Linked DNA regions of Sus scrofa: region 1 is linked to region 2. Evidence: chromatin contacts called from public promoter capture Hi-C data. All regions are on one chromosome and are shown on one strand. The core of a region is the stretch at or near the end of the contact, and the rest is flanking DNA. Distances in the headings are between cores, read along the strand shown. Region 1 holds the start of ARPP19 (cAMP regulated phosphoprotein 19). Region 2 has its middle 24 kb from the start of FAM214A.

The links. Promoter capture Hi-C pulls out the DNA fragments that hold promoters and counts their contacts.
Region 1: a promoter capture Hi-C map of liver shows a contact between it and region 2, with 7 times the contacts expected there. The contact joins the promoter of ARPP19 here to the enhancer-like site in region 2. A contact is called at or near these places in 1 of 5 promoter capture datasets (liver), 8 of 47 Hi-C or Micro-C datasets (alveolar macrophages, embryonic fibroblasts, fetal heart ventricle and 4 more) and 1 of 2 datasets of contacts at active chromatin or transcription factors (alveolar macrophages).

The regions. Positions count from the first base shown.
Region 1 is chr1:119,133,325-119,136,383 of Sscrofa11.1, forward strand. It overlaps ARPP19 (cAMP regulated phosphoprotein 19), which reads left to right and starts at 1,537. Exons shown (of 3, transcript NM_214175.1): 1 at 1,537-1,581. The coding sequence starts at 1,537.
Region 2 is chr1:118,968,735-118,971,702 of Sscrofa11.1, forward strand. No RefSeq gene overlaps it. Among named protein-coding and RNA genes, the nearest start is that of FAM214A, 24 kb to the right of the region's middle. Within about 2 kb of position 1,502, at least 28 of the 83 cell types and tissues checked have an H3K27ac peak or open chromatin away from gene starts, as enhancers often do. A contact at or near this core is called in alveolar macrophages and liver, where this site is marked.

The DNA.
Region 1 (3,059 bases), core at 287-2,786, 160 kb after region 2:
CAGCAGCTGCAGCTCTGATTCAACCCCAGCCTGGGAACCTCCATATGCTTTGGGTGCGGCCCTAAAAAAAGACAAAACAAAAAACAAAAAAAACCTGTTAGATGCTTCAGTTAGTCTATCTAGGGCATTCTCCTTTCTCCCTGCAGGTTTGCATAAAGGAAAGGCAAATTTTCAGTAGGTTACTTTGTATGAAATGAGAACAAATATTTAATTGGTCTTATAAAAATTTCTCTGCTGCCCAGCCTAAGTCACTCTGAAAGGATATCCTGGTCAAAGAGTCTCAGTCTCTTGAACTCTTGTATTTTAAATATTTTGTTGCCTGACAAATGCCTTCTTTTCCTTCTCCAAAAGGAGTGCACTTTTTGTTTTCTAAGTTGCAATTCTTCCTGACTGAGATTCTACCCAGGACACCCTGGTTGAATTTTGATGGTTTCCAAATTTCCCCAGAATTGCATCCACACTATCTGTTGCTTTTTACTAGTTTAACTCTTAGAGGGCAATCCAAGTTTCTCCAAGTTTCTGAGATATACTTAATTGGAACCACCATGTATTGCCAGTAGCTATTCACAGGACAAACAGAATAACGATTAAATGTGAAGCCAACGGATTTGGCAATTGAGAAAGTCATTGGAAGAGTCTGGTGCCAGCCGTTTCAGTAACGTTGTGGGAGTGGACCCCGGAGAGTTGACAAATGAATGGAAGCTGAATTCCTTCATCAGATATTTATTGACTGGTTAGGAATTGCTGGGCTCTTGGAACAAAATATAAGTAAATATGGACGAGGTCCCTGTTCCAAGGTGGCTTATCGGACAGGAAAAGTGACATCAATAAAGTAGTCACAACAAATACTGTCTAATGATAGATAACACTGTGGATTGTTGAGGAACTATACAGAGATGTGAGAACACTTAAAAGATGGGTATTACTTAGAAAAGGGGCTCAGGAACCGCCTGAGACGATGACGTAGGACTGGGGATGTGAAAGATAAAGAAGGTTAAATAAGCGAAGCGGAGTGGGGAGAGACTTGGGGAGCACAAAGCTTTGGGCCGCCCAGAAGAAAGTCTGTGTAGCCGCAACGGGAAAGCGAGGAGGAGAACGGTACTAGACTAGTTCGGGAAAGCTGGAGTCCAAAGACAGAGCTGGCAGGCAAAGGCGGTGAGAAGCGGCTCCACTTAAGAACTACAACTCCCTGGAAGCAGTTGGCGGGCGGAAGTGAGGTGAGGCGCGAGCCGCGACCTTTGAAGGAAAGAAGGAAGTGCTTGGGAGTCGCAGAGCCGGAGAAGCGGGGTAAGGTAGGCACCGGAGCGGTGCGGGAGGGGCGGCGGGGCGGCGGGGTGGCGGGCCGCAGTGGCTGCCCGGCAGGCGCAGCCGGGCTGCGTGTCGTCATAAGGTGGCGGCCATTTTTGCGGGCGGAGGCTGCCCGGGTGGGCGCTTGGGGAACGGGGCCGGCGGGCCTGAGGCGGCGCAGCGGCCGGGCGGCCTCGGCCACCCGGTAATCACTTCTTTTCCCGGTGTCTCGTCCGCAGAGGGAGCAGGATGTCCGCGGAAGTCCCCGAGGCAGCCTCCGCGGAGGAGCAGAAGGTGAGTGTGCGCGGGGAGCGGACCCTGGGGCCCAGAAGGCCCAAGGCGGTCGATGTCCAGGGCGGGTCTGGCGGCGGCCTGCTCCGACCATGAGCGGAGGGGCGCGGCCGGTGTGCCCACCCCCCGTGTCTGGGAAGGTCAGACACGCCCGGCCCCGGCGCCCGCAGGAGCTTTGGTAGTTAGCGCCGACGTGGTGCGAGTTGGAATGTTCTCCTTGTCCTGGCTGAAATGTGCCTTTCTCCTGGGGTGTGTCCCATTTTTCCTTAATCCCTCCACTGAATGTGAGCACCCGGGACTCGGTCCTTAACGCTGCGCCCAGGTTTTTCCGGCCTGCACTTGGGTCAGGAACCTTATTTTTTACTCCAAGAACTAACTCTCCAACTACTTGTATTGTCTTCGTGCTCTTAACTCCTGAGGCGGTACCTCGTGTTTGGGCGCTGAGTTAGACCTGGGTTGGAATTTCATGTCCAGTCTTTCATTGTTGGCGGTGTAGCCCTGGTCAGCTGCTAAGCTCTTCTGGCCTCAGCCCTTTCGTTTGTAAAGTAAGAAAAATAGCCCTTGTTTGATAGGGTCGTTTTGAGGCTTGAATGAGGTGAGGAACTTAGAGCTTTGGAGCAGCGTGTGCTCAGAAATGTGAGCCACAGCTGTTCTCATTATGGTACTTGGAAAAAAAATCGAAAGGTTGAAATTAAAAATTTTTTTTACTAACCGTTCATGTCTTTCGTGGAGACAGCGGAACATACTGTAAACTCACTTATAATAACTTGCTGATGTAAGGAGATAGGCCACGGATCAGCATGAGTCATATTACGAATATAAAGGCTTTATAATTGTCTAGGCTAGTGTTCTCTTCCACCGTAATTATTTCTGCTGCCCTGCCTTCCTGGGTACTTGGGGCTGGTCTCCAAAGGTCCATTGTATCGTCTTTCCTAAATTGTTTATGGTGAACTCACCACCAACACTTTAAAAAAATTTTTTAATGAAATTTTACTGAAATTTAATGAAATTTTAATTTATAGTTGATTTACAATGTTGTGTTTCAGGTGTATAGCAAAGTGAATCGGCTATACATATCTATATGTCCATTATTTTTCAGATTCTTTACCCGTATAGGTTATTATAGAATATTGAGTAGAGTTACCTGTGTTATACAGTAGGTCCTTGTTATTCACTTTATATGTAGTAGTCCACTTTCTTAAAGAATCAGAATTATTATCATAAATAAGATTTGTTCTGATACTTGGATTTTGTAAGGGTTTCTGGTTAAGGTTACACCCATGTTCTTAACTAGGCTGGAAATTTGGTTAGTGGTCTAAATCCACTCCATGTGTTCTTTACCATGTTAACTTTTCCTGAATTGAATGGTTCTATTAGGATATTACTTGTAAAGTTTCTGGAGAAAAAAGCAATAGCATAAATAGTAGGCCAAGTCACTACATTATTTGGAAATATTCCATAGAAGCTATGTTGGATATCTT
Region 2 (2,968 bases), core at 252-2,751:
AATAGTATAAAAGTTTAATAAAATAAGACTGTTATCTAATTTCTTATTGGTTTTTCTGAGAATGGGCAGCCTGGAAAGAACACTCATTTCTCTTTTTTTCTGCTGTCTTCTCTCCCAAACCCAAGAATTTCTCCCATGTAAGTCTAATACCTGACCTCAGTATCTCAGCCATCTTTGGTAGTTGCTGAAACCCAGTCCATCAGGAGATTTATTTAAAAGACCAGAGCCAGGAAGTTCCCGTCATGGCTCAGCAGTAATGAACCTGACTAGTATCCATGAGAATGCAGGTTTGATCCCTGACCTTTCTCAGTGGGTTAAGGATCCAGCGTTGCCATGAGCTGTGGTGTGGGTCACAGACGCAGCTTGGACCTGGTGTTGCTGTAGCTGTGGCATAGGCTGGCAGCTGTAGCTTTGATTAAACCCCTAGCCTGGGAACTTCCATATGCCTCGGATGCAGCATATGGAATATATGGCATATAAGACAAAAAATAAATAAAAATAAAAAATAAAAAACCATAGCCAGCAAGCATCAGAACTTCAAGCCAAGACTTTGAGGAGACCAAGTCCTCCCTCCACAGGGCAGAAACCTGTCCTAAGCCCCTGCCTTTTGTGAAGGAGTTGACTCCAGTGACAGGGAGGGGATGATTTCTGGCCCTGGGCACCAAGGATTCCACAGTGAAGCTGAGTTGTGCCAGCTAAGGTGAACCCTCCCCATAGTAGTTAAGACATAATATGTGTATTTTAATAATGTTATATTCTGGAGTTCCCTTATGGTGCGTTGTCACTGCCGTGGTTTGGGTTGCTGCTGTAGTGCCAGTTCAGTCCCTGGCCAGACATCCACAATGCCCCAGGCATAGCTAAAAACAAATAGAAAAACAAAAACAAAACTTGTGGTTACTGAAGGGGACAGGTGGGTTGAAAGATGGGTTGGGGGTTTGGGATTGGCATATGCACACTATTGTGTATTGAATGGATGGTCATTGGAGACCCACTGTATAGCACAGTGAACTTTACTCAATATTCTGGGATAACCTATATGAAAATGGCTATATGTATGTGTGTAACTGAATCACTTCTCTGTAAGGCAGAAATTAACACATTATAAATCAACTATACTTTAATAAAATTAAAATAAAAAGAATCATTTCCAATAGGAGCTGTTCTTGAGTTTCTGGTCCAGCCCCTGTGGGGGCCACTGAGGGCTGCTATCTCTGCGGACATCTCAAGGTCTAGTCCAAATCAGCCTTGAGGGAGCTGGAGGGCCCAGTACACAGGCGGCTCTTCTCCTCGGCTCCTCCTGAGAAAGGTCAGACATGATCCCATGGTCTGTCTGCTTTGGGTATACTGAAGTCCCACACAACTTGCCTTCCCTCCAACACTGAGTCCCCGAAGTTCACTTTTACCCAGAATACACTGAGGCCCAAAGCACAGGTTACAGTCCCAGACCTTTTGTGCTGCCTTGGAGCCTCTTGCCACATCTGCAGCTGAATGTGACAGGATGTGGGTAAGAGGGCCTGACGACTGTGATGCAAGAATCCCTGGCTTTACATAACACATGGTGCTCTGCTGACCATGCAAAACTTAATACAAGGACTCAACCCCCACAAAGAGGCAACTCAGGAAAGAGCCATGCATGGCTGCAAACACACCCCACTCTCAGTTGCCAAAACACTTGTTTTAACCAGAACGAAAATGAAAATATAGCCCAGCCCTGTTACCCTACCCTCATCTGGTAACCTTCATTTTAAGAACTCCAAGTTCTGGGAGAAACAAACAGAAAACACAGTTTGTTTTTTAACTTCAGTTGACATTAAAAAAAATTTTTTTAAACATAGAGTTGGTTTATAATGTTGTGCCAATTTCTGCTATACAGCAAAGTGACCCAGTTATACATATATATGCATTACTTTTCTTATATTACCTTCCATTAAGGGCTATCCCAAGACTTTTTTTTTTTTTTTTTTTTTTTTTTTTTTGCTGCCCTGTGGCATATGACAGATCCTGGACCAGGGGTAATATCCAAGCCAGAGCTGCAACCTACACCACAGCTATGGCAATGACGGATCCTTAACTCACTGCCCTGGCCCAGGATTGAACTGGTGCCTCCACAGAGAGAAAGCAGAATCATTAACCCACTGCACCACAGACTTTTTTTTTTTTTTTTAATCTTTTTGTCTTTTTAGCACCACACCCGGGGCATATGTAGGTTCCCAAGGTAGGGGTCCAATCGGAGCTGTAGTCACTGGCCTACACCACAGCCACAGCCAACTACGAGAGATCCCAGCCGTGTCTTTGACCCACACCCCAGCTCATGGCAATGCCGGATCCTTAACCCATTGAGCAAGGCAAGGGATCCAACATGCATCCTCATTAATGCTAGTCGGGTTTGTTAACCACTGAGCCAGGACTGGAACTCCCATAGACATCTTTTAAAAATAACTTTTTAGGAAGTTCCTGTTGTGGCACAGTGGAAACAAATCTGACTAGTATCCATGAGGATGTAGGTCCAATCTCTGGCCTCACTCAGTGGGTTAAGGATCTGGCGTTGGCATGAGCTGTGGTGTAGGTTGCAGACATGGCTTGAATCTGGCATTGCTGTGGCTGTGGCACAGGCCAATAGCTGCAGCTCAGATTCAACCCCTAGGCTGGGAACTTCCATAAGCCTAGTGTGTGGCCCCAAGAAGCAAAAAAAAAAAAAAAAAAACCCACAACTTTTATATAATCAGAAGAACAGTTTCACATTTAACCAAAAAAATTAAATTATGTAATTATTTTCCTTAATAGATAATTCCCAGTTAAAATTCAATTTCTCAGGAATCTGAAAAGTAATATATACATAAAAATAAATCACCACGTGCTAACACAACATTGTAAAGCAACTATACTTCAAATAAAATGATAAAATTAAAAAAATTAAATGTCCTTTGTAGTGGATTGTCTAAATTAGGATCCAGTAATAAGATCCCAC